Linked DNA regions of Sus scrofa: regions 1, 2, 3, 4, 5 and 6 are each linked to region 7. Evidence: chromatin contacts called from public Hi-C, HiChIP or PLAC-seq and promoter capture Hi-C data. All regions are on one chromosome and are shown on one strand. Each heading gives the region's core, a stretch centred on a gene start, on an enhancer-like site or on the middle of the called end of the contact. The rest is flanking DNA. Distances are from core to core; before and after follow the strand shown.

Region 1 (3,518 bases), core at 179-2,678, 610 kb before region 7:
TGGAATTCGGGATTTAGCTTGTTGTTCTCTCTCTCTCCCCCTCCCTTCTTCCTAGGAATTCAGGGGGGATTTAGTCGCTGTGAAGCTCTAAATCTCAATTTCCAGTGTGTGGGGGGTACCCGTTTTGGGGGGGAAATAAAATTGTATACAGATGCCTCGTGTGCTACTGGCTAGCAGGTCTAGTAACATGAATGAAGGTTTTCGCTGGAATTATAAGGTCCTACTTGAAGATTCAGGGACCACAGAGCATTATCTGAAATCTAAATGCCCCGAGGATGAAACGTTACTCAGCTACATTTACAGTGTCAGAAAGAGCGATAAGGAGGGTGATGTTAAGAGTGGCGAGCACTGATGCCTGAAGTTGCTACATCTCCGGAAACCCCAATTTACCGTTTCACCGTCACAAATGAGAGCGATGGCTCTTTGAGATCCCGGCGTTAAATAAAGCAAAACAAAACAAAACCCAAAACAAACTCAGCGCCTGGGGAGGTGGCAACCGGGGTAGACGGCGGCTGCAAGTTTCTGCCGAAAGAGGGCGTTGGTCTAAGACTAAGAGAAGTTTATGGACAAGAACGCCCAGTCAAATGAAAGACCATTTTAAAATACTTTCAATTTATTTTAATTCGCGGGACCTAAGTGGTGGAATTCACCCTTCCAAAGTAGCAGGTTCACATTGCAAATGACCTCGGTGAAATGTTAACCAGGTTCAGAGGGTCAAGTTCCTCTAGGTCCTGCCCTGCAGCGCAGCGCACTCCGGCGAGGCTCTTCTGGTCACTGACTTCTTCAAGGCCGTTTCCATCCTCGTCTCCAACACTGCTGTGGCTGGGACCAGTGGCGTGACTGGGTCTCGGACGCAGGACCTTTCTCGGCCTTGGAGAACCTAGAGCACAGGTTCTCGCGAGCCGCGGAAGAAAAGCGGTGGGATTTCCCAGCGCAAGGACTGGAGCGGAGGACGCGACTCCACCCAGGGGCCTTCGGGAAAAAGCTTTCGGAAGAAGGTCTCTTTATGTAGTTACCTGGTTTAGCAAACAAAGCCCAAGGATGCCTTGGAGATGCTTTTCAAGCCTTCTGCCACCTCCAGGCGAAAAAGTGTTCTCTCGCCTTTGGGAGCAACAAGTTTCGCTTTTCTGCTCGAAGCGCGCCAGCGGAGGTGTTCGGTGCGCGGGGAACACTGGGTGCGTGGGGAACGCTGGATGCGCCGCAGCACTTCGGCTCCGGCGCGAACCCGGGCTGCCCAGGGGGAGGAGGCCGGCGGGGGGCGGGGGAGGACGCCGGGGCTAGCAAGGCGTTCCAGGTCCGCGACCTAGACGTCTGCATCGGTGCCTTGGTCCTTGTTCCCTGACCTTGAGCCAGGGGGGCTGGGAAGGTCGACTGCCCGCCCCGAGTCGCTTCGGGAGGGAGTGTGGCTGGAGTGAGAGAGAGGTGAGAGCTTTTTTTTTTTTTTTTTGCAACGAAACCACTAATTTCTAGGACCACCCCATTCCTCTTTTTTATTTTTTTTTTTTGCACGTTATGTGTGTGCCTGCGCGCGTTTCTTTACTTTCAAACACATTTCCATTTTTAAAGGCCGGAGCTGAAGAGAGGGCTGCCGCACGCGGGGCAAGGGAGTGGCGGGGACCCTGGTGGCAGTGTGGAGCGGTGGGGGCTCCTGCTGGTGCAGACGTGGGCGACTGCGGCTTTAAGGAAAAGGCCGAGGTCTGACGGGGAGTGGGAGTTAGGGACAGGGGAGGGGTGGGAAGAGTAGGGGTGCGGGGAGGAGCCCTGATGTAAGAATGTTAATGAGAGGCTCCCCAGCCCAGCCCCCACCACTCCCCACTCCCACCCTCCCCACCGGTTGGAAATACAAGCCCAGCCTCGGCGCGCCTTGTGTGGTAACACGCTCCGCCGCTGCCACGCTATTTAAACTCGGGTTATGGATCCAGGAACCGGCGCGAATCAATGAGATCAAACGCGAGGGAGATGCACCGTCAATTACAAGCACCTGGACAAGTCTAACTTTTTCTTCTTTTACAAATACGCTTTCAAAAGAAACCTTAGCAACGCCCAAATAAGAAGCCACCTCTAAGCAAAATAGTATATATAAAGGGAGGGCGAATATATATATATATATTTATAAAAAGTATATTTATAATATAGCTGTATAGGTTTACACCCGGTGAACTTTTTCTTTTCCTTTCTTCTTTTTTCTTTTTTTTAAACGAGTGGCATTGCAAAGGAGGACTCTTCCTCTCTATCTTTTGGCGAGTTAGTGAAGGGGGTATTCTATTTTCTTAGAGCGCCCAAGGGGGCGCAGGGACCTCGGAGAGTAGAGTGGGGAGGAAAGAGGAAGGGTGGGTGGGGGGCAGAGAGCGAGTCCGCAGCGAGGGCAGGCGCTTTCCTGCGGCACGATGCCTTCCCTGCTGGTGCTCACTTTCTCCGCGTGCGTACTGCTCGACTGGGCGTTGCTGGTCGGCTGCACGGGTGGCGGTGTTGGCGGGGGCCCGGGCGGCGGGCGCCGGGAGAGAGAGGCGCTGCCGCCGCAGAAGATCGAGGTGCTGGTGCTGTTGCCCCAGGACGACTCGTACCTGTTTTCCCTGGCCCGGGTGCGGCCGGCCATCGAATATGCACTGCGCAGCGTGGAGGGAAACGGGACCGGGCGGCGGCTTCTGCCACCAGGCACTCGCTTCCAGGTGGCCTACGAAGACTCGGACTGCGGCAACCGCGCACTCTTCAGCCTGGTGGACCGCGTGGCGGCGGCGCGGGGCGCCAAGCCCGACCTCATCCTGGGGCCGGTGTGCGAGTATGCGGCTGCACCGGTAGCCCGGCTTGCGTCCCACTGGGATCTGCCCATGCTGTCAGCCGGGGCACTCGCAGCCGGCTTCCAGCATAAGGACACCGAGTACTCGCACCTCACGCGCGTGGCGCCAGCGTACGCAAAGATGGGAGAGATGATGCTTGCCCTGTTCCGTCACCACCAGTGGAGCCGCGCCGTGCTGGTTTACAGCGACGACAAGCTGGAGCGGAACTGCTTCTTCACCCTCGAGGGGGTCCATGAGGTCTTCCAGGAGGAGGGCTTGCACACGTCCGTCTACAATTTCGATGAGACCAAAGGCTTGGATCTGGACGACATCGTGCGTTACATCCAGGCCAATGAGCGAGGTGAGCAGAAGTGCGCCCCGGGGCCCCCCAGCCCTAACTCAACCACTCTGCTCGGCTCTCCCTACATGCCCCTCCGCGCCTCTGGGACCCCACTACCCTCTACGGCACTGAACACCTGGAGAGGGCGCGTGCACGGAGACTCTCCCTAGTGTGAGCTGTCTGGCTGCAGCGACCTTTGACTATCGCTCAAGGCTGTGGTGGGGTGTACGTAGAGGGTCCTGGGGACATCAAGGAGCCTGGGGGAGGGGGTGTGTGAGCCTGCAGCTCACTAGTGTCTTGGTACGACAGGTGCTGTCAAACCTCTCTGGTTGTTTCTTTTGCGCCGGGCTTGCGGTTTAGGGGCCGGCTCACTACAGGTGCCTTGCTCCAACCAGGGTCTG
Region 2 (3,394 bases), core at 625-3,124, 990 kb after region 7:
AGATTACTAGCATTCCATTCCAGAGTTCCTGAACAGAACAAAAGCACACCTTCTACTAAGACTGGAGGGAAAGGGGTGGGACACAAACACTGTACAATGAAGAAGGGGAGCAGTTGTTGGGATGTGATGACCAGGGGCTGGAACCGGCTGAAACCAAGGTGGCTTTGAGAATAGTCTGTTCATGACCTTTAGCTCCTATACCTTCATTGGAATACTAAAAATCACTCCACCTTAGGCCATGGCAGTTCAAGAAGAACCATAAAAGGCCAAAAAGTGGGCAGTGGCCCGATTCCTGGAATATCCCCACCCTACGCTGAAATAGCAAGACTATTCCTCCCACTGGTTAGCCTATGAAATAATTTAATCCAGGGAGTTCCGCTGTGGCTCAGTAGTTACAAATCTGACTAGTATCCATGAGGATTCGAGCTCGCTCCCTGGCCTCACTCAGTGGATTTGTAGGAGAAAATGTCCCAATAAAAATGTAGAAAGGAGAGCCCGGCCATGATGACTAAGGAAAGTCGAGCCAACTGTCCCAACCACCCCTCCCCCACACATCTGCTTCTGTAAACTTGTTTCTGCATCTACTGCCTTGCCTGACGTCGCTCTGGTCCAACCAGCCAAGCATGGACCCGGCAGAGGTAGCCCATAAAAGCCTTGTGAAGCCCTTCTTCGGGGCTCAGATGCCGGAGAGCAGAGAGCGATCTCCTCTGAGCTTGCCGGTGTAATAAGCCTGAGTTCTCCAACTCTGCAAGTGCTCACTTGGGTTCTCGCTGGGTGAAAGAGCTGATACACTGCAGCCACAGGGGTGCGGAGCTAGTACACTAAAGCCAAAGGGCTGTCACTAGAGCTGGTATACTACAGCCACAGGGCTGTCACCAGAGCTGTTACGCTGCGGCGCAGGGCTGCTGGGCAGCTGCTGTTAACAGATTAAGGATCCAGTGTTGCTGTGAGCTGTGGTATAGGTTACAGCTCGAATCCTGTGTTGCTGTGACTGTGGCCTAGGCCAGTAGCTACAGCTCCAGTTCAACCCCTAGCCTGGGAACTTCCATATGTCATGGGTGTGGCCCTAAAAAAGCAAAAAAAAAAAAAAAAAAAAAAAAAAAAGGAAATTAACCCATAAAAACCTAGGACTCCAGGACTCCATGCTGTGGGGTCGCTCTCCCTTTCTGGGATGGTCCGCATTCTGCCTAAGGAGTATGTATTCCTCTAAAGAAACTTGCTTGCTCTTTACTGTGGCTCTCTAGAATTCTTTGCTGAGTGAAGCCTGGAAGCCTCACTTGGTGGCCCATTCTAGGGACTCCTGCAAGTCCCAGGACACGACCTCTCCTGCAACACTCTAAGTTTACATTTGCAGCCAAGGTTAAGAGGCAAGGAGAGGGGAAAAAAATGGCACAGAGGTTTAGCAGTCTAAGTCTTTTCACTTGATTTCTAATTTTACAAATGAGGGCAACTTGCTTCTGGTCAGAGCTAATTAAATGAAGGTGGAACCAGAGTGTCAGCTGTAGCAATGGGAATTTAGTGCCTGCTCTGGTACCACTTCACTTCACAAGGATTGCAAAGCAAGTGATCAGGAAAGAGAAGTTACATGGAACACACTTAGAAACAACCAGAGCCGTTTCCTAGCTGACAGAACATTTAAAGTTTTCAATTCAATGAAGACCAACTTGTAACAAGTGTAAGGGAAATAAGAGAAAAGGAAACCTTTTCATCCCCATACATGTTAAATTGTTCACAGAATCACAAAAATCTGTTGTTTACCCTCACAGAATTCTGGAAGGGGTTTTAGAAAGCCAGTGGTATAAGCACTCTCAATGTACAGGCAACAAAACTGAGTTCTCCCGGCTGTGACTTGCCCCAGGGCACACAGTCCAAACCAGAACCCTGACATCTTTGAAGCCAGGCTCAATGCTCTCATCATTGTTTGTGCTAAGGGTTCTTTAGGAAACAGAGTAAAGGAGGTGAGCTTCTTCCAAAATTTTAGCTCAGGACTTAAGGGTAGATTCAAACCTTAATATGCCATCCAGGTTTTACTTAAGAAACATTAAAGCAAACTCCTTAAAGTAGCTCCTCCAACCCAACTCCAGAAAGGTTATCTTGGCAATTTTGGATCAATAGCAATTAAAATTCAACCTCAGAACTGGAAAGAACAAACACTAAATGTAAACACCACGGGTCAAGTTCTTGGTAAATATTTTCCTTCTCTCTCTACCCAGCTTTTTTGTTTTTTTGAAAATGAGGACATACCAGTTCCAACTTGACTTGTCACAGGCTCCTAATTCATTGTGGGGTTCATGACAGTATTCTTGTGTTTTACAAGGTTGTTGGAGCCAGTGCGGGTCCTTTGGGTATTGACCACAAATGCCCTGCACCTGTCAGATCTGAGTTGTTACCACTGTATATATTTCATGCCAGTGAAGATGGGTGGGATAAGAATACATGGTGCATAACTTCGGGCTATGTGGTGTTTGCCAAATGTGTCTTCTACCCTCAAAAATATTCTCTGAACTGCTGATCATTAGCAGAGCTAGTGATCCATTTCTTAAGCTACTCACTTCCTGCAGGCCACTTCCCTATCCATGCAGAGCAACACAGTGCCACACTGTCAATAGTTCAATCTGAGCCTTTCCTCCAGGGCCCGGAAAGCCCCAACACCTAGGGGAACTGCGAGGGTGCAGGGCCCGTGGAGAGGCCCGCGGGGGTCACAGGGTGTCGCCGAATACAGTCCGGCAGGCATGTCATGTAGCAGCCTTAAATAAATCATAGAGCCCGACACCCTTTCCATCCTTCCGTGGGATTTATCTCCTCTTCCGCGTCTTATCTCCAAGAGGTAAAGTCCCTTAGAGAAAAACAATAGTGGACGGTTCAGCCTCAGCCGAGAAGGGTGGGTTGAGCCTAAGGTCACCCTAGTCTCGCCTGCTGGGACCGGAAAGCGGAGGGTGCCGTGGCAGCTGCGGTTGGCTGCAGCCGCCTGGGATTCCGCCTGACCGGAAGTGCCCCGCGTCGCTATGGCTACAGGCGCGGATGCTCTAGGCGCCGCCGGGAGCGTTCCGTTCCCATAGCAACCCCATTATCTCGGAGCCAGAACCAGGGCGGCAGGCTCCAGGGGCCGAAGAACCTGAGCGTCTGGCTTCCGCAAGGCAACCCTGCGGTGCCTTTAACGAGGCCCGCCAAGGTCAGGACGCTGAAGCCGCCCGAGGAAGCCGACCTGCCGGGCTGAGGGAGCCGGGAAGGCTAGCTCCGGGCCGTGGCTCTTCTGCCCTCGGCCAGGTACGCCGTGCGACCCCCTCGCTGGCTTTTCAGTCCAGAGCCTCTGCTGTCATGGCACCGCTCACAAGAAAAAGCCAGGGGAAGCTCGGACGGTGCTCAGAATGTGGCGTAGAGGTTTACGAAGTTA
Region 3 (3,832 bases), core at 1,290-3,789, 600 kb after region 7:
TTAGAGCCCTTCAGAACTGTTCAGAGAGAAAACTTTGGGTGTATTTCTCCTCATCCTAAAACTTGACTTACAGTGAAAGCACAGAAATGATTGTTGAAGGAATGAATGAGGAAAAAGGAAGATTAAAAGATTAAAAGAGGTGGGAAAGTGAGAAAAAAGGAAGAAGGAAGTACAGTCCTAAGTTCAACATGGGTCTCCAGAGCCATTGGCATGGTGTTGTATTGAAACCTCTAAGAACATCAGTGGCTAAAACGCCTCAGTATCTCCTATTGGGGGCTGGTTTGGAAATACTCAGGAAGCCAAGGGAGTTTGAAAGTCCCCTTGGTTTCAAAAAGCCTGACAAAAAAAAAAAAAAAAAAAAAAAACCCAAAAAACAAAAAAATAAATAAATAAAAAACAATCCAGAAAGTGGCTCCTTAGCCCTCTCATCTGATTTTAACATGCTAGATGCCTAGGGACACTATAAGGTAGGAATAGAAATGTAATTTGAATTTCAGTGGCCTGCTGGGTGTTGGCTGCCAAAAAAATAACGACCAGTGACAGCCTGCATCTGCCTTCTGCTGCCTCTGGGGGCTCACACTGCTGCAGCCAGGAAGGGTCCAGCAAAGAGCCCACGGAAGGTCCAGATCAAGGCTCAGACAAAAATGCAAATATCTTTACCACTGAGAATAACACAAATTAGCACGAATCACTCTTAAGATGGGCAGATGAAAGGACAATCCCGAAAGGGGGCTTTCAAAAACAGGGTTGTATTAGAGGTTATCACTTCTGAGGTTCCGAAAAGGAAAGAATTTTTCTTTTTTTGATTTGGCCCCACAGAAGGATTTGGGCCACTGCATCTGTGGTCAAGTGACAAGTCCCAGGTTTGTGCCATGTCTAGAGCTGAGTCTGTGTGTGATCTTGGTTGATCATGTTACCTGTCTCAACCCAAACTTTCATCTGTGGTAGGAGGGGTTTAGATTTCAACTGTATGGATTCTTTCAGGGCCTGTTCAATGCATAGAAGCAGTTGATTTTTGCCATAAAACGGATTTGTTCAGAGACTGTATAATTCAGAGAAACCCCCCTTGCCCCCCTCATCTGATATCAGCATGCTGGATACCTAGAAGGCAAATCAAAATCTACTTCTTCCTTATGTTGTACACCTGAAATTAACATAATGTTATATGACAATGAACCTCAATTTAACATTTTTAAATAGAAATAATAGTGTACTTAAAAACACATTTCTTCCGTTCTTAACATTTTCAGTTGAGTTTCATCAATTTGCCATTCACTACACTGAAACCTTAACTCACTCCCATACTACCCTGAAAGAGTTAAAGATGTTCCCTTAGATGCTGAGCTCACACTCCAAGAAATAAATCAAGTCCTCTGTGATTCTCAGGCATTAAATCCCGATTAAATCAGGCTTGCATTTTTAAAGACAGTCTTTTTTAAAATTTTAACTCTTTGGTCCTTTTTTAAACAGGGTGAACGTAGAGGCTTAGTAACCTAGACTGCCATAAATCAAATAACCAAGCCTGGCATGAAATGTCACAGCACGCTTGCAAATCAAAAGAAAAAATTCAAAGAGCAGCTTCTCGCTGCTGGAAGGAATTAGGCAAGTCCAACTTTCTTGTGATCTGCAAATGATTATCTCCAGCGATCCATCTGTCTGCAAAGGTCAGCTCTCCTCCTTTCCCCACAAACAGAGCAAGAAAGAAATCGAGTCATAGCAGTGCAGGCAGCTGGCAGCCCCTGTTCCCCTTTCCTTCTTTTTTTGGGGGGTGGGTGAGGATGCCATGCTTGCAGTATGGAAGTGCAAGTTCCCCGGGCCAGGGATCCAACTGGAGCCACAGCAGTGACACCCCGGATCCTTAACTGGAAGCCACCAGGGAACACCCCTGTTCCCCTTTCTGATGGGACAGTTTTGGCCTCTTATCTCAATACATCCCTGCTACCTCTGCTGATTTTCTAACAGAGACCAAGCAGCACACCTAGTACCCCAAGAGCCACCCAGACAGAGACCCACAAGGAGCTCAGCAAGCTTCTGGAAAGCATCGATCCTTGGATCAGAGCTGGAAGGAAAAAAAAAGAGAGAGAGAGAGAGAGAGCAAGAACAACACAACTCATAAGCTTTGACAGTAATCCTTAGAAGAGAATTCTGAGTACCTGGCCCCAGAATGGGGTGATCTGGGCTAGGTCATCTACCTCGGGGTGCGGTAGCTCATCGGCTTTCAGGGATTTTAGGTCTGCAGAAGTGTTATTATCCACAGTCCCAGTTCTAGCATGGCTCCGCTCTCTCACTTTCTCCCTCCTGGAGCCGCTACGGCCAGTCTGCTGATGGCTTTGCACTATTCTTGCCACCACTTTATTAGCTCTTCCGCTCACCTCCATGTATTCATCTTGACACAGGCAAAAAGGGAGGAAAAGCAAAGCCAGCAGGTGCCAACAGACGAGCTGCCTCCCCAGCATGGTTCTCAAAAGAGCCACAGAGCCTCCCCGAGGCAGACGGCTGGGACTCCGGGCGCCGTGGTCTCTTCCGGCAAGTGCCAGGGCTGGAGAGGAGGGCGGCTGCCGGTCGGGGCGGTTTTATACTTCGCTGTGTAATAAATAAGGCTGCCGGCCTGCCAGAGGGAGAGCGGTCCTCCTCCGCGGGCAGAACGGCCCCCATTCATCACTTTCCCACAGCACAGGCAAAACGATTTGTGTGCACAGCTCCCAGTTGGTGGGGTTCAAAAATGTCACACCTTGGCACGTTTTTTGGTTCCAGTGTGAAGAAAACATACGCGACCAGCTGGAAAGCGGCAGCATGTGTCCAGTGGTTTGCTTTTGCGATTAGACATGGAAAGGCTGTGCCTTCGCGGTCTGAGATGCCTTTTGGAAAAACCTCCTCTGGGGCTTGCCAGGAAATTTGGGCTTAACTGCATCAATTCCGTCTGAAATGGCAGTGGGAATCTGTTCAGGGCGATCAAGAGAGTGGTACAGTTGCTCGTTCCCCACCGTAGCCCGCTTAAAGGAACTCATTCCCCCTTCTGGCACCGGTGGCAGAAGGCGAGTGGGTGATTCCGGCGCGCTGGGCTGGATTCAAGCGCAGAGTCTCTGGGTTTAGCAAAAGCATTTCCCCATCCTAAGTTTCATTTCCTTTTCCCTGGACGTGCCAAAAACCGAGGCTGGATCAAAGTGGACCAAGTCGCTTACTGCCAGATAAAGATATAATATCCTGCTTCGTATTAGAAGGTTGTCTGTCTCTGGCTCCTCTTTCTGCTGCCACATTTTTTTATTAAAATGGAAGAAATGCAAAGTGTCAAGCCAAACACCCTACTTTCAAGGAGATCAATCAGCACGGAGAGCACTATCATTTTCTTTATGATACTTGCTACATTTTAATTAAATTGAGCCAAAGAGAAAATGGACATTCCTAACCTCTTCATGGTAATAAATCAAGAGCACCGGTGTAACTATGCCATTAAAAATTGCTTCTATTTCCATATCATTTTCTCTAATATCACTCATGCACTCAGCTAACAAAAAAATCTGGCCCTCCCCCATGAGGACTGAAGAGACCTGGGGCCTTAAAAGCTGTGAATGGCCAGCGTGTGATGTTCAGAGGTCAAGGGTGGCGCTGTAAGAGGCCAGGCCTGATGCTGAGGCAACAGAGCATCTGCCGAGGGGGAAGAGGCCAGAGGGCTGCTCACAGCTGCCCTCCTCACTCAGCAAAGGGGCCTGGGAACCAAAAGCCACTTCCCTATGCAAATTGCATCACTCCTGCAACTGCCAGAACAGCTGCCTCTCAATCCCGCATTATACGTGGAAGGGATTTGGTGCTGAGGATGGAGCAAGAGAGTGAT
Region 4 (3,683 bases), core at 588-3,087, 810 kb after region 7:
TAGGCTCCTAGGCAGGTGGCTGGGACAGGGCCTAGCTATGTAAAAGAGGAAAAAAAAAAAAAAAAAAAAAAAGGCAGCAGCTGCAGCAGCAGCAGACAGGGTTTCTATGAATGAAAGGCTAATGACCCTGCCTGGCACAATTACTGTTTGATATTTTAACTCCTTCAACTATATTAGATGCACAGGTTAACTTTCTAAGGCATCATAGTGCCTACCACACTCCAACACCCACCTTTCCAGTTGCTCCGGCTGGAAGGAAACTGTCCTGCTAAAAGGGGAACAGAAACTTGCACGTGGCAGTATTGTTCCCCAATAAATATCCCACAGTACACCATTCATGTGAACCGCAGTGAAAATCTGTATTGTGGACACTGCCAGCATTAAACCAAAAAGAAGTTTACCAGTTCACATGTCTTTTAGAGGGTGATTTTATTTGAGAGAGATGAAAGGAAGAGTGTACATCTTGCTTTAAATCGACTGTTCATCACTTCTTTAAAGAACCTCTGACCTATGATTTAGAAAGGGAAGGCCATGCAACTAGTCACACACCTTCTGCTCTCTGCTAAGTCACCTGTTAAAGCTAAGACAGGCTGTCCCCTTGGCTTGGTGGTGGGTGGGTGATGAGGGGGTACAGATAACGTCTGTCTCCAAGTCCTAAAGATCTGGCCGAGACATTGTAAATTGACCTCTGGCAAGGAGAATTTCATTTTTGTTGGAATTGCTTTTTTAAAGAAGTTCAATTGATTTAGAGTGGATCTCACCAGAAAAGGTCTCATACTGCTTATTTATTCAAGAAGCTGTCTGCCCTCAGCAAAGGATGTAGAGTTAACAGGGAAAGCACAGGGGTTTTGGAGAAAAAAGACTTTTTAAGCCATAGCTGGTTAGCTTGACCAATGAGTGGCAAAGCTGATCCAAATTAAGTGAGAGGTAGAGAGGTTTGCAATCCCTGGAATTAAAGGAGGAGTCTGTCACCATTCAAACGCCAGGCTCAGCAGCTGGGGAAAGAAGAAACTCTCGAGGGATGTGTGTGTGTAAGAAACTCTCGAGGGGCGTGTGTGTGTGTGTGTGTGTGTGTGTAAAGAAGAAACTCTGGAGGTGTGTGTGTGTGTGGCCAGCCCCCTTTGCATCCCAGACCTCGCAGGGCGGGCATTCCCAGAGGTGTCGCTCAGTTCAGGCTGTCGGTTTCTCCTTCCCAGCGCCTGGGCAACACAACGCTGGGAGTCTTCTCCTGCCACCTGAGGAGTGTTTGGAACAGTCACTCCAACCAACTGGTTCAGTCCAGAGAATATGAGCGTATTCTAGTTTACTTTCTGTTCAAGAATTTTGGAGAAAACAACCGACTTAAAGGAGCTCGGATGAGTGACTTTACAACACCCCCACGACCACAAACGACTTTGGACATTAACCAGAAAGGAAGACTATTCAGGATCTCATCCGTCTTAAACCCGGTGGTTTCCATTAACTTCAGGTGATGAGGCTCAAACAGATCCACGGGGGAGGGTCCCACGATCTGGGGAAAACTGAAAGCAAGCCGCGGACGCCACGGCGCGCGGGCCTGAGGAGGGGGCGGCCGCCGGGCGGGAGCACCTCCAGCAGGTCCCGGCCGGAGCGCGGGGCCGGATCACCTGACTCGCGGAATTTGGGGCCGCGCGGGGGGGAAGGGGAGGGGAATGGTTAGCACCTCCCTCCCCGCTCCCGCGGGATCCGGGTCGGCGGGGGCCGGCGCCGGGCGGCCACGTGGTGGTGCTGCCGCTGCCCCCGCCCCGCCGGCCCAGCCCGGGAGCCGCGGCGCCCACTGACCCCCGCAGCGGGGGAGGAGGAGGAGGGACCGAGGCGCAGGAAGCCGAGCAGGAAGCGAGCCCGGCGGCCGCGTTTTCCTGGGGAAGCGGCGGGCGGGGTGGCGCAGCCAGCGGGGCCCGGGAGCCGCCGCCGTCTCGATGGGGTGAGTTCGCGGCGCTGAGAGTTGGGAAGCTCCCGGGAGCGGGGTCCTCGGCTACGGTCCCCGCCTTTGTGTCTGGGACTCGGATGAGGGAGGCGGCGAGGAGGCGCGGACGGCGCGCCGGGCAGAGGGGCTTGGCGGGGTGGCTGCGAGGGTCCCGTCACCGCTCTCTTGTCCCCGCCGGCCGCCAACTGTCTGCCGAGGACAGATTGAGAAACAGAGGAAGAGGAGGATGGTGGGGGGTCAGAGTAGAGAGGGAGGACGAGCCAAGTTGGGAGAGGGGTCCTCTCCTACCGGCCCCCGCGACTCGTAGGCCGGCTGAGGCAAGGGTGGTTGCGGAGGGAGCGCGGGTGGGAATGAATGACCAGCCCCCGGCAGGGCGTTCTGGCTGCGCCCAGTCAGCTCCCTGTCCCACCTGCCTGGCCGGTCCGGCGCCTGACTCCCCCGGGTCCCCGCTTCTGGACTCGACGCGCCTCCGCGCTGAACTTGGAGGAGGTGGGAGGAAGGCGCGAGCGGGAGACTCGGCGGGCTGGGGCGGCCGAGGGTCCGCTATTGTTCCTTTTCTGACTTCAGGAGCCCTCAGCTGGTGCAAGGGTGCAGGCGACGCCGCTCCGGGCGCGGGACTGACCCCCGCTCCCGGTTCTTCTTGTCCTTTTCCCTAGCGCAGCTCCGAGAAGGGCTGGGAGGAAAGATGCTGGAGTTCGGGCCGACTCCGAGTAGCTGGGACTTGGGGAGGAGGGAGGATGTGGAGCCGAGAGAAGGGCTCCCGCCCGCCATCCACTCCAACCTCTGCTCTGCAGGGTGGGTACCCTCCCTAACCCACCCTCTCTTCAGTGCTGGCTTGGGCAGGTTTTTGTGTCTGTTGTTTAGTTTCTGCAGTTTGCAGAGTTCATCTGCTAACCCCTAGCTGACGCTTTCCTTTGCGTTTGGACCTCGTACCCCGCTTTTGTGAAGAGGGGTAGGCTCAGAGCCGGGAGAGGCTGCAGACAGACTCCATCCAGGCAGACGGAGCCCACGGTAAAGTGGAGACGTTACAAGTGACCTCGCAGCACCTGGGCTGTATAGCCAAGCTTGCGCTTCTCCAAGGAGCCCAGCTCAGGGAAACTTTGTTTCCAACGATTGGGGCAAATCTGCGGACTCAAGGCCGCTCACCTGGACCTCGCGGGTTCCTTTGGCCGCAGGGTCACAGGTGATTTAGTTTGGTCTCTGTTTTCCTTCCAAGGGAGGAGACTATTAAGCGCCCTGGGATGATGGGACCATTGCCAGTTCTCTGGAGAATGTGATCTCAAGACCTGCAGGGCCTGGCAGAGGGAGGAATTGCCTTTATGGATCAGTAAGACAGAAGCTCATCTTAGCCATTAGAGTCTCACCTCTAAGGTTTGAACATAGTTGGAGAAGAGTACATCACAGGGAGGCTGCATTTTGATTGCTCTGACCCCAGCCTGAAGAGTCCTGTTTACAGGTGTGGCTGGGAATTTTATTACTGATGGGTGTAGTCTCATCATGTTTCTTAGTGATGCTTAACCAGTGTCATATCCCCCCCCCCCCGTTGGACTTGTAAGGCAATAGATTTCATGTGAGGAAATTTATCCAGTTGTTGTAATTTTTGACCAGTGCCTGCACAACTTCAATTGGGACAGGTGGTCCCATTTTGAGCTGTATCCATTCATTGAGTGCTTCATTAATGAATTTACGGTATCATTTGCATGCCTTAAATTTGTTCTATGGCTTTTTTTTGGTGGGG
Region 5 (3,622 bases), core at 1,020-3,519, 570 kb after region 7:
GTCTCAGTCTCTTTACAAAAAGGCTAAGTAAAGACTCATGAAAAGAGGAGTTCCCATCCTGGCTCAGTGGTTAACGAATCAGACTAGGAACCATGAGGTTGCAAGTCCCTGGCCTTGCTCAGTGGGTTAAGGATCTGGCATTGCCGTGAACTGTGGTGTAGGGTGCAGATATGGCTCGGATCCCATGTTGCTGTGGCTCTGGCATAGGCCAGCAGCTATAGCTCCGATTGGACCCCTAGCCTGGGAACCTCCACATGCTGCAGGAGCAGCCCTAGAAATGGCAAAAAGACAAAAAGGAAAAAAAAAAAAAAAAGATTCATGAAAAGAAAAGTTAGCTACAACAGCATTAAATTGCTCTCACATTATTAGCAAGTATACAGCTGACCCTTGAACAAGGCGGGTTTGAACCATGCAGGTAAACAAACACAGTTTTTTTCAATAGCAAAACCTACAATATTGGTTGGTGGACGCCAAGGAACCACAGATAGAGAGGGCCAGTTTACCCGTAAATGACCCGTGATGGTTTGTTCACGGGACAACTAATAATTAATTGTGCAAAATCCAGGAAACTGGAACCTAAAGCTTCCTGAAGCTGAAAATAGAAAGATTAGATAATAAACTCACTGCCTTTGTCCTTTTAAAAATTATGGTAAGTTACAAAGGAACTCCATTCCTCTACTTAGATAAACACCAGCCACAATTTCCTCCCCTGTAGCCATGTCTGTATCCATAGCTCTACCTTTCTAATTGCAAGACAAATTATTTAACCACGTAGAGCCTCCTTCAACTTCAAATGGGGCCTTATTAAATTATGATATAATCCTACTACTAAATTATAGTCCTCAAAGCTGGCTCTGAGGGTAAATGAGTTAACACATTTAAATATGTCTGGTGTCCCAGAGACATTCATCAAACATTTACTGCCTTTCTGCTACATAAGAGCTGAAGCTTTGGATGGCTCCTTGAGCAAAATTATGGTGGCAGTTGTTATCGGAGGATAGATCAGAGTGGTGCTAGGCCCAAACATCAGCATTAAAAAGACCATTATAACTGTGTCAAGAAAGCTGCAGTACATGTGGGGAGAAAGAATCCTGAGTCATAGAAAGGATGAAGAATGTCGGGGTTGGTGACAACTGAAAGCTGGGGGGCAAGAGGTGGTACAGAGGAGGAAGATTGGTGTTCTAGATGAAATACAAGTTTCTGAGTCAGGCAGAGTGGGTGGATATAGACCCCACTGAAAATAAATAATACAGAAGGAAGAAATGCTATTTTAGGAGGAAAGATGATGGGCTCAGTTTGGAATATGTGGAAGCCTAAATGCCCCAGGACTGGCATATAGAGATACACAGGACCTGTGTATTCGTGCAGTCTGTGGCTCTAAAACAAGCAGGTACAATTACAGATTTGGCCATCGACTGCCTGTAAAAGGTAAAAATAATGGGAATGGATAAGGTGGCTCCAAGAAGCAGAGTGCCCAAGAAATTGAACTGAAGCTGGAAGTCGGGAACACTAGCATTTAAGGCAGAGTGTTAGCCTGGGTCTGCAGACGCCCTTATGACGATGTACCTATATGGAGTTTTCGGGGAGATCAATTCTCATAAGGTTCGTGACCCTAAAATAATTTTAAAAGGCAAATATAAAAGGGCGATTAGCAAAAAGAGGAACTTGGGAAGAAGTCAGAAAAAGAGGTACAAGTACAAGAGCAACAGTAGTATCTCGGGTTCCAACTATGGAAGACTGTCTCAGGGGGGCAACGACAATATCAAATGCAGCAGAAAAGTCTGGAAAGACAGGGACGTCTGTGGCAAAAGGGCAAAGGTGTGCTGGGCCCAGCCCCAAACGGTCTGGCGCCCTCCCTCTTTCGGGACTAATCTCTGTCGAGGCCGGGCGCTCACCAGGGCGGAAGGGCTCCAGCACCACGTCCGCCAGTGCGCACAGACGCCGCATCACCGCCGGTCCCTGTGGCAGCTTCAGGTTCACCACCAGCGAGCGCTTGCCCCGGGCCAAGGGGCTCGGGTCGCCAGGGGAGCCGGGTCGGTCTACACGCACCACCTGCGCCCCGAAGTCCGCCAGGACCATACCGCAGAACGGGGCCGGGGCCAGGCCGGCCAGCTCCACGACCCGAACGCCCTGCAGCGGCCTGGCGCCCCGCATCTCCCTCAGAAAGCGGAGAGGAGCAGACAACCCTCAGCTTTTAGCAACGCCGCACACCCCCTACTTCCCTTGCGGGCCCCTCCCGCTAAGCGGCTGCGTCAGGCCGCGGAGTCTGCGCAGTGGCGCGTTTTCCAGCGCCGCCTCCGCCAGTCGGCCGACCCCAGCAGGCTGGGAGGCTTCGTATTTGGTCCCTTTCCCAGTCCAAAATTGTTCCTAGGGCTTGACCTTGGGATCGGTTGGCCGGTCACCGTCTTTTCTTTTCAGGACGCTTCACCCTCGGTGTGTCCATCCCAGCCGTTGTGCTTTGGGCCCTACACCTTGCTGGTCCTGGAGAAATAAAAAGTACATAAGCATTTGAGAAGAAAGCGGCATTTTTTCCGTGGACTGCAGACTGTCTCTTTCACCACCCTTACTTCTTAGTCACCTGATGTTTCACCCACAAATGACTCGCAGGAGAACATGAGAGCAGGTGGTGATCATCAGAGCCAAATGAGAGGGCTTTAAATATTTTTGATTTGTCACCTGCCATTCTACAGATAATTACAGCTTTGTTAAGGATCAGGGCCCTGTGAGGCTCAGGGGCACAAAAGCCCTCTGTGTCCCCCATTTCTTGTTCTTAGGAAATGGGCCTCATTTAGCCTCCGTGACCAAGGGACAGGTTCAGACAGTTGCCAGTCAGGGAAGGGAGGAGATGCAGTGACAAGGGAGGAAGAGCCAAGCAACAATAGTACAGGATCCTGGATCACATAGTAATAGAGGCATCTTGTACACCCCCAAAAAAGTTAGATTCCTTATGCTTCTTTCAGAAATAAATACTTTAAAGTTGAACAGCTTAGAGTCCTTCCTTCTCCTTCTCCCTGACTTAACTGCATCTTAAAAACAATCACTCTTAAGCTAAAAATAGGCACCCTAAGCACAATTGCCTGTGGGTAAAAGATTATTAGCACAAGATGTTTTTTAGGAATTGCCTAGTTCGTTCTAATCGCTGATCAATATGCCCTTTTCCAAGTACTGTTACTCCAGGCAATAACCCAGAAGACCACCATCGTGATCCTGCTGAGATCTCCTGACTCCAGCTTTGATGACTAAGATTCCCTCAAAGAAAGAAGGATGCATGTTTGTCCTGATCCTGTTTCTTCCCTGAAAACCTATTTTTTTCCTTTTTACGACAGAACTCCTCACAATTCTTTCCAATGGAGGGAACAGTCTGTAGGGCATTAGCCTGTGACCCTCCTTTGCCTGGCAAAGCAATAAAAGCCATCTTTTTCTCCTTTACCCCAGACTCTGTCTCTGCAATTCAATTAGGCACCAGTAGACAGAGGCTGAATTTTGGCAACAGTTTAAAGTTATACATTTTTTTCTTTTTCTGGCCACACCTGAAGCACATAGAGTTTCCCAGGCCAGGGCATGAATCAGAGCTGTAGCTGAGGCCTGAGGCCTACACCACAGCTTGCAGCAATGTTGAATC
Region 6 (3,755 bases), core at 283-2,782, 700 kb before region 7:
CTTATTCCAATCAGACACCCCCTACAGAGCCTCAGGGCACCACTGGCCCCAAAGGGAACTTTGGTCAGCTTAGCCATAGTTTGTGGGGGTCCTTTCCAAACTATCTTTGGGTGTGTAAACTCTGGGCTGGCAAACGCTGAAACAGTGGTTAATGAGTAAGTTACTTTTCTTTTTTTCTTTTTTTTTTTTGTCTTTCTGCTTTTTTAGGGCTGTACCCGAAGCATGTGGAGGCTCCCAGGCCAGGGTCTAATCGGAGCTGTAGCCGCTGGCCTACTACGCCAGAGCCACAGCAACTTGGGATCCGAGCTGCCTCTGCGACCTACACCACAGCTCAGAGCAACGCTGGATCCTTTACTTACTGGGCGAGGCCAGGGATGGAACTGGCAACCTCATGGTTCCTAGTTGGATTCGTTAATCACTGAGCCATGACGGGAACTCCAATTTCATATTTTTAACAGTTCAATTTTCTCATTTTTCTTTTTGACTTTTTCAATTTTCTCATCGAAATGTATCTTTATGTATTGTAAAACGCACAGATATTAGGTGAAAATCTAACCACCACTCAGACCAAGATATATTCAGCATTCCAGCAGGTTCCTTCACTCTCACTCCAAGCGATACTCCCGAAAGGTAACCTAACCTAGATCCCCATGTATTATTCTTGCCTTTGTAGGAACATCATATAAAAGGAATTCTACACTTTTTTTTTTTCTTTTTAAAAATGGTCATCTAGCCTGACACTGCATGATTGGGAATGGGCTCGAGCTTTTTCAGTCTTCCTCAGTCCGTCCAGTGTGACTCCAGCAGTGCAGGGTTTGAGTCATGACACACTCCCTGTACAGCCTACAGCAGATGTCTTTCATCTTGTTGATCCTTGATGTCCTCATCTACAAAATGGAGAGAATAATCATTCATACTTTGGAAAGTGCTTGTTAGGATAAGTAATATTTAAGTGCCTCATTGCAGTGTCTGGAACATAGGTGTTTGATAAATGTGTGTAGAATAAATATATGTACATACATGTACATATATGAGCTTATATTTATTCTTGGCTTATATATATATATATATTCTTGGCCATAGTAGGCATTCATTAAATATTCATTCAAATAATCTATTGGCCGTGTTCCTGCTTGTAGTATGGATTTCTCTTGCCTTCTGTGAACTACCATACACCTCCAGGATTCAGTTTAGGTATTAAGGATGTGTATGTGACCGAAGAGGTCTGCAAAGTTTTTTTTTTTTTTTTCCTTTCCCCACTTTCTGGAATTAAATGCTGTGAGTTTGGCTTCTTCCCTTTGAATTTTACCAGCCAGGGTCATGTATGGACATTTCATTTTAATACAAGAAAACATTTATTAAACAAATGCAAAGCTCGGTGCTTGTCATTCTTGTTTTATTCATTCCCTCGTTCCCTCACAGGTCTGATCCAGTCTTGGCTGCATCTCACTTTTAACGGCATCGGTTCAGGACCAGGGGAGGTCCCTTTAAAGCCCTGGAAAGGGTCTCGGTGTTGGTTTCCGCGGGGAGGCCACGCCCCATCACGTGTCCGCGGTCCCAGCGGGGCGGGGCCGGAGACTCTTAGCTGCCGTCAGTTCCGGTTCTCTGTCAGTCGAGAGCAAGCGAGCCAGCAGGAGGTGGTTCGCCTACCCGAGCGGAGCGTGAGTACTCGGGTCCCGGTCCTCCTCCTTCGAAACCCCGACCTGGCCGACCCCCACCCCCTCAGCCCAACCGCTTACTACCTCCCCTCGTTCCCTCTCGTCCGCGACGGCAGCGGGAAATGGCGGCGGTGCCCGATCTCCAGCTTCTCCTCCTCCGCCTCCCCTGACCCTCTCTTCTGTACCCGACCCCGCGCCTCACGCGGTGCAGGCCCCTCGGCGCCTGGAGGTGGCACCCGGGGACAGCGGCCTGGGGCGGCTGGACACGGCCGGGCCGGGGCGAGGAGCCGCGGGGAGGGGGCCGGGGCGCCCCCGGGACAATGCGGCGGCCTGGGCTCGGGCGGGGGCGCGTGCGGGGCCTGCGCTTGCCCTAGGCCTCTCTGGTGCCCCCACCCCTGCCCCCAGGATTGGGGGGGCCCTCCAGGGGTGAGGGAGAGTGGGCCAGGGCGGAGGAGAACCCAGGGGGCGGCAGTAGAGACTGGGGTGGCAGGGGACGGCTGGTTTGCTGGGGGGTAGCGAGCGCTTCGAGAGAAGAAAATGGCGCTTGGTGCAAGTCCCTCCTCTTCCCACACCGTCTCCTCCGCATTTCGCTGCTTCCCACGCCCCCTCCGACCAACCTGCCTCCCCTCGCCCAAGTCGTTGCCTGTCCCGAGGTTCTTGGTCTTGTGAGACCCCCCCTTCTCCGTTTTAGTGTTTATCACCCTCGTGTTGTACCGAATTCGTCTGTCCTTTGGTCCTAGTTTATTTTCACCTCGTCTTTTCTAATGCTCCCTCCCCCATGCCTTCATCAAAGATAGAAGATTGATTTTTAGGTTGTGTTTTGTGTATGTTCTATACCGGCGCTTTTCGTATCATTTTTGCCTTCAGGAGGAGCCTGCCCCGCCCCCTTTTTTACCTCGAACAGTAAAGGCTTATTCAGTAAAAATTAAAATGTATTTTGTTAGAAGTTCAAAGAGGCTGGCTTTAGTTACCATTGCCTTCTCTTCGTGTCGGATGGACTGACTTGGGTTAGACACGAGGTGGTTCTTTGAAATGGTCTTAGGCCCCCAGGTACCTTTAACGAACAGATGGTATAGTTATGCTTGACCGTTTTAAAGTGAAATATAGATTATGTTCAATTTAATTACCTTAAAAAATGTTTCTTGGGCATTAATCGCAACTAGCATAAAAAACAACAAGATTGATTTTGGAGATTAGGTTGTAAAGTGGGGCACTAACAGGACTCATGTATACAACGTGGTTTTATGAATGTTGCTGCTCCCTTCTGAATTTACTCCTCCTGTCATCAAGAAATTGCCAGTTAAAAGCAGTAAGGCTGAGTTGGGCATAGTTTGAGCTTCTTGAATTTAGTGCTGGCCGGGGATGGCCCATTTCTTTTACCTTGACCTCCTATTGTGCGGCACATTCAGTGCCAGTGCAAATGCAAGTTTAGTCGAGAGCTGCGTTATTTGTGATCTTTCATCCAGCAACCATTTACAGTATGTGTTGTGTACATTGGGCCCTTTATGGCACACAAAAATTAATAAGACTCAGGCTTTTCAGAGATGGAGAGAACAAAAGATACTCGTTTTGAAAGTAAGCATTTTACCACTTTTTTTTTTTTTTTTTTGGTCTTTTTGCCTGTTCTTGAGTCACTCCCGCGGCATATGGAGGTTCCCAGGTCTGGGGTGTAATCAGAGCTGTAGCCACCGGCCTACGGCCTAGGCAAGAGCACAGCATGGAGGGATCCGAGCTGCGTCTACGACCCACACCTCAGCTCACGGCAACGCCGGATCCTTAGCCCACTGAGCAAGACCAGGGATCGAACCCAAAACCTCATGGTTCCTAGTAGGATTCGTTAACCACTGAGCCATGACGGGAACTCCAGCATTTTACCACTTTTGTAATAGTGCTTTGGAAAGAGGTACAGCAAGCCTTGGAATTGCTTGAAATTTGGGAAACATAAAGGAAGAAGACTGTGCCTTGCTCTCAGGCATGTGAAAGCAAGGCACTGATTTATGTACCTCTGTCTGGGGGGCCTTGGGAACTAGGGTCATAGTAGGAATTTGAGGCAAGGTTTTGCCCCTCTGATTAGCAGAGTCTTCAAATTTTAGTCAT
Region 7 (3,651 bases), core at 343-2,842:
TAACTTGTTTTGCATAGAAGGTAAGATCCTATTGATTCCTACTCTAAGTATGGAAAGTCAGATTGGTTTATTTAAGCCTATAAAATTGCGCATAACTCTTGGAACTTCTTAAACACCCACAAAGTACTACCAATAATCTACTCTTATTAACAAAGTTAGTTTTTCAAGCAAGGATTATCTCAACACGCATTAATTCCCTCAACACGTATTGAATGTTAACTGTATGCCAGGCTTATATCTGCTAGATGCTGGCAAAAATACACAAGTTGTGCTTTAGAGAAGCTTTCAATCAGTAACTTTATAATCGTAAAACTGAACTGATAGGTGCTATAAAGACAGCTGCAGGAAGATCTAACAGGGAGACTTGCTCCATTCAGTAAGGGTCAAGAAATGGTTCCCCTAAGACAACAATTCTTGAGAGCTAACATAGGTGCAAAGTAGGCAAAAAGCATGTGGAGCAGGAAGAGATAAGGATGGGGAGAATAAACTCTGCAGGTACAAAAAAAACCTGTGGGAGCACACCTGAGAAACAGTAAGATCACTCGTTCACTGCATGGTGAAGTGAAAAAGTTGGGCAGTCAGAGGCCTTCAAAGCTTTGGCTATTTTTATACTGAAAGTCCCTTGAAGAAGAGTTTTAAGCAAGAGGTTGTCATGATCATATTTGTATTGTATTCTGGTGCCATGTGAAAAATGAATGCAGAAAGTCGGGTCAGGAGGCTATTGGTTATTGATCTTCACGGAAGGACGACCCTGAAGGTGTCAAGTTGTCAAGGACTGATATTTATAAAGTAAAATCTATAAAACCTGGTGATGGAGTAAGTTGGTGATGGTCATAAACTATAGACGAACTCACTGCACTTCTGATTTCAAATTAGTAACGGTTTTCAATTGGCTGGTAAAATAAATGAAAGTAGACCAGGAGATTCGAAACACTGAGACCTCTACGGGAGAATCCGTGGAGTCGGAGTGGTTATTTCCTTAATTGAAAGTTTCACTGCATGTTCAATGCTTTCTGATGCAATATAGGTAGGCGGTGACATGTACTAATGAACTTCCGAGCAAAGGCGCTCGTTCCTGGATCACCAAGGCCTGGGTCTTGGGAATCCTGAATTGCAGTGAGGAGGGTTCACTCGATTCACTGCCACAGACTTGGGATCCCTGAGAAGTCTCCAGAACTCAGCAGTCAGGCCAGGTCAGGCGACGCCGAAGCTGCAGGGAACGCTGGCCACTCTTCCGGAGTCCGGCCCCAGCGGCAGGGATGATATTCAGGTGGCCGAGACTTCCCGGAAACTTAAACTTAGCTCCTCTCTCTCGCTACGGTGGCCGAAAAGGCCCTAGAATAATAGGTCGAGTCACCGAGTCACCCAGAAGAAGGCGCAGGCGCACTGCGGACTTCTAGGATCTGGGAAAAGCCGGGTACCCTGGGAAAAGCAGGCCTGCGGGTTTAACGTCTGCAGTTTCTTCTCCTGCCCCTGCCTCACTCTGATTTCTTAGAAGGACTATAGCCCGACAAGCTTTTTCATTGGTTTAGAGAAAGGAGGGCCCGCCATTCCCCCTTGTCGATTGGCTGCCGCTTCTCCCGTCAAGTTAGGAGGCGGAGTTTGGGCGCTTTCCTATTGCATCAGCTGGCACGAGTGGCGCAAGCAGAGGATTTCCGGGCGTTCAAGCCCAATTCTATCTGTCGTCCACTCTCCTGTGCAGCCTATCGTTTTGGATTTTTTTTTTTTTTTCTTTGGGGTGATTTGCCGATGTCTGAGGAGAAAGCCCACAGTCCTTCAGGAAAGATGGGAGGCGAGGAGAAGCCGGTGAGTGGGCAGAGTAGAGCCTGGAGGTTGGGCTGGGCTCTCCCGGTACCCACGTTGCTTTACCGGGGAGCCAGGGGTGGAGGAAGTGGCCCCGGTCGTGTAGGGGGTGCGGTGTAGGGGGGTGGAGGAGTCCGAGAGGGGCAATGGAGCTCCTGAGTAAGTCAGGGCCTCCTTTGGCGAGGAAACTCAAATTCATACAGTAGAGCGAGGCCTTGCAGGTCTTTTCAGGGTCCATTCTCTTTTGTATATGAAGAAACTGAGATCTTGAGTGTCTTGCTTTGAGTCACACAACTAACTAGAAGCCGAAGACAGAATTAGAGTCTAGGGCTCCGGACAGACTCCTAGACTCCTGTCTTTCGCTCACCATAGTTGGGAAGAATGTTGCAGGGCCTCGTTTAATTCTAAAACCGCGTAGGGGTAAGATCCCCAGTTTAAGGAAGGGAAAGCCTAGTCACCGAGACCTGGTCCAACTTGCTCAAGCTTTGGGTGGTTTATAATAAGTGATGGAGGCTGGGTGACCGCAGCTGACAAACTCTAGAGAAGTTACACACTTCCCTGCTTGGTGCTGGAGGCAATACTTAGCCCATTCGCAAAAGCTCAACATTTCAGCTCTGAACTTTCCCTTTAGTATCAGGAACATCCTCAGTCTGTTCTGTGTACCATTTTAATGTCCCTGGGCTGTTCTACTTAACGGCTGTGCACACATGGGGAATTATCTACTTTCTTTCAGCCACTATTCTCATTTGTAAAATGGAGAGGTATTTTGAAGACATAAAAGCCTTGGTGTTAATTCTCTCCTTTTCCATTACTTCTGTTCTTTTAGCAAATACCCATAGGATCAAAATCAAAAACATTTAATCAGGAAAATAGAATTATTTAATTATCTTTCCATTTTAAATTTTCACTGACAGACCTGCAATTAATTTTTCCCCTTCTTTTTACCTGATATGGCTAATCCTATAGTATTTTTTTTAATTTTTTTTTTTTTTTTTGTCTTTTTAGGGCTGCACCCGCAGCACATGGAGGTTCCCAGGCTAGGGGTATAATCAGAGCTGTACCTGCCGGCCCCTGCCACAGCCACAGCCATGCCAGATCCAAGCCACCCCTGCAGCCTACACCACAGCTTGCAGGCAACGTAGGATCCTTAACCCACTGAGCGAGGCCAGGGATCGAACCTGCAACCTCATGGTTCCTAATCGGATTCTGGGTTTCTGTTGCACCACAGTGGGAACTCCACTAATCCTATAGTATAGAGAAGGCATGTAGGTGTTCTTATATTCCTGTCGGTTAGTGCTTTGCCTGATTAGAATTGGTTTAAGATGTGTTTATTGTTCAGCTGTTGGCTATACTAAATCTTAAAAGTTTATTAAATCCTGAATCCCAGAGTGGGGAAAGTATTAGCGTGAAATTTATAGTCACATTTTAAAATTTTATTTTTGAAATTACACAAATCATGTTTTGTTAAATTGAAAGGAACAACCAATATGTCCACAAGTGACACATGGGTAAATATAAATATAAATAGGAATATTATATGACAATAAAAAGGAATGAAATGCTGATACATGTAACACAGATCATCCTGAAATCATTGTACTAAGTGAAAGCTCACACAAAAAATGTGGTCACAAAAGACCACGTATTGAATGATTCCATTTATATGAAATACCTAGAATAGTCAAAGCTATAGGGACAGAAAGATTAGTGGTTGCCAAGTGCTGGGGAGAGGGAGAAACTGAGAATGACGGCTAATGGGTTCAGGGTTTCCTTTTGGAGTGATGAAATTGAAAACAGTGATAGTTGGGCAAATGTTAATATACTAAAAATCATTGAATTATATAGCTT

What was found. Promoter capture Hi-C pulls out the DNA fragments that hold promoters and counts their contacts. A called contact is a pair of places that touch in the nucleus more often than the background predicts. HiChIP or PLAC-seq counts read pairs in DNA pulled down with a chosen protein or histone mark.
Region 1: a contact with region 7 is called in a promoter capture Hi-C map of fetal skeletal muscle, with 5 times the contacts expected there. The contact joins the promoter of NPR3 here to the promoter of TARS in region 7. A contact is called at or near these places in 4 of 5 promoter capture datasets (fetal liver, fetal skeletal muscle and liver), 4 of 47 Hi-C or Micro-C datasets (embryonic fibroblasts and omental adipose tissue) and 1 of 2 datasets of contacts at active chromatin or transcription factors (alveolar macrophages).
Region 2: a contact with region 7 is called in an H3K27ac HiChIP or PLAC-seq map of skeletal muscle, with 4 times the contacts expected there. The contact joins the promoter of TTC23L here to the promoter of TARS in region 7. A contact is called at or near these places in 1 of 47 Hi-C or Micro-C datasets (embryonic fibroblasts) and 1 of 2 datasets of contacts at active chromatin or transcription factors (skeletal muscle).
Region 3: a contact with region 7 is called in an H3K27ac HiChIP or PLAC-seq map of alveolar macrophages. The contact joins the promoter of C1QTNF3 here to the promoter of TARS in region 7. A contact is called at or near these places in 2 of 2 datasets of contacts at active chromatin or transcription factors (alveolar macrophages and skeletal muscle).
Region 4: a Hi-C map of liver shows a contact between it and region 7, with 8 times the contacts expected there. The contact joins the promoter of RAI14 here to the promoter of TARS in region 7. A contact is called at or near these places in 3 of 47 Hi-C or Micro-C datasets (embryonic fibroblasts, heart right ventricle and liver).
Region 5: a contact with region 7 is called in an H3K27ac HiChIP or PLAC-seq map of alveolar macrophages. The contact joins the promoter of AMACR here to the promoter of TARS in region 7. A contact is called at or near these places in 1 of 47 Hi-C or Micro-C datasets (liver) and 2 of 2 datasets of contacts at active chromatin or transcription factors (alveolar macrophages and skeletal muscle).
Region 6: an H3K27ac HiChIP or PLAC-seq map of skeletal muscle shows a contact between it and region 7, with 4 times the contacts expected there. The contact joins the promoter of SUB1 here to the promoter of TARS in region 7. A contact is called at or near these places in 1 of 5 promoter capture datasets (liver), 2 of 47 Hi-C or Micro-C datasets (heart right ventricle and skeletal muscle) and 2 of 2 datasets of contacts at active chromatin or transcription factors (alveolar macrophages and skeletal muscle).

Annotation. Positions count from the first base shown.
Region 1 is chr16:18,840,112-18,843,629 of Sscrofa11.1, forward strand. It overlaps NPR3 (atrial natriuretic peptide receptor 3), which reads left to right and starts at 1,429. Exons shown (of 8, transcript XM_021077060.1): 1 at 1,429-3,138. The coding sequence starts at 2,388.
Region 2 is chr16:20,439,379-20,442,772 of Sscrofa11.1, forward strand. It overlaps TTC23L (tetratricopeptide repeat protein 23-like), which reads left to right and starts at 1,875. Exons shown (of 12, transcript XM_021076626.1): 1 at 1,875-3,267.
Region 3 is chr16:20,057,089-20,060,920 of Sscrofa11.1, forward strand. It overlaps C1QTNF3 (C1q and TNF related 3), which reads right to left and starts at 2,540. Exons shown (of 6, transcript NM_001145386.1): 1 at 2,154-2,540. The coding sequence starts at 2,456.
Region 4 is chr16:20,266,891-20,270,573 of Sscrofa11.1, forward strand. It overlaps RAI14 (retinoic acid induced 14), which reads left to right and starts at 1,838. Exons shown (of 20, transcript NM_001128462.1): 1 at 1,838-1,942.
Region 5 is chr16:20,021,070-20,024,691 of Sscrofa11.1, forward strand. It overlaps AMACR (alpha-methylacyl-CoA racemase), which reads right to left and starts at 2,270. Exons shown (of 5, transcript XM_003133873.4): 1 at 1,896-2,270. The coding sequence starts at 2,154.
Region 6 is chr16:18,757,354-18,761,108 of Sscrofa11.1, forward strand. It overlaps SUB1 (activated RNA polymerase II transcriptional coactivator p15), which reads left to right and starts at 1,533. Exons shown (of 5, transcript XM_021076608.1): 1 at 1,533-1,661.
Region 7 is chr16:19,453,702-19,457,352 of Sscrofa11.1, forward strand. It overlaps TARS (threonine--tRNA ligase, cytoplasmic), which reads left to right and starts at 1,593. Exons shown (of 20, transcript XM_021076644.1): 1 at 1,593-1,806. The coding sequence starts at 1,750.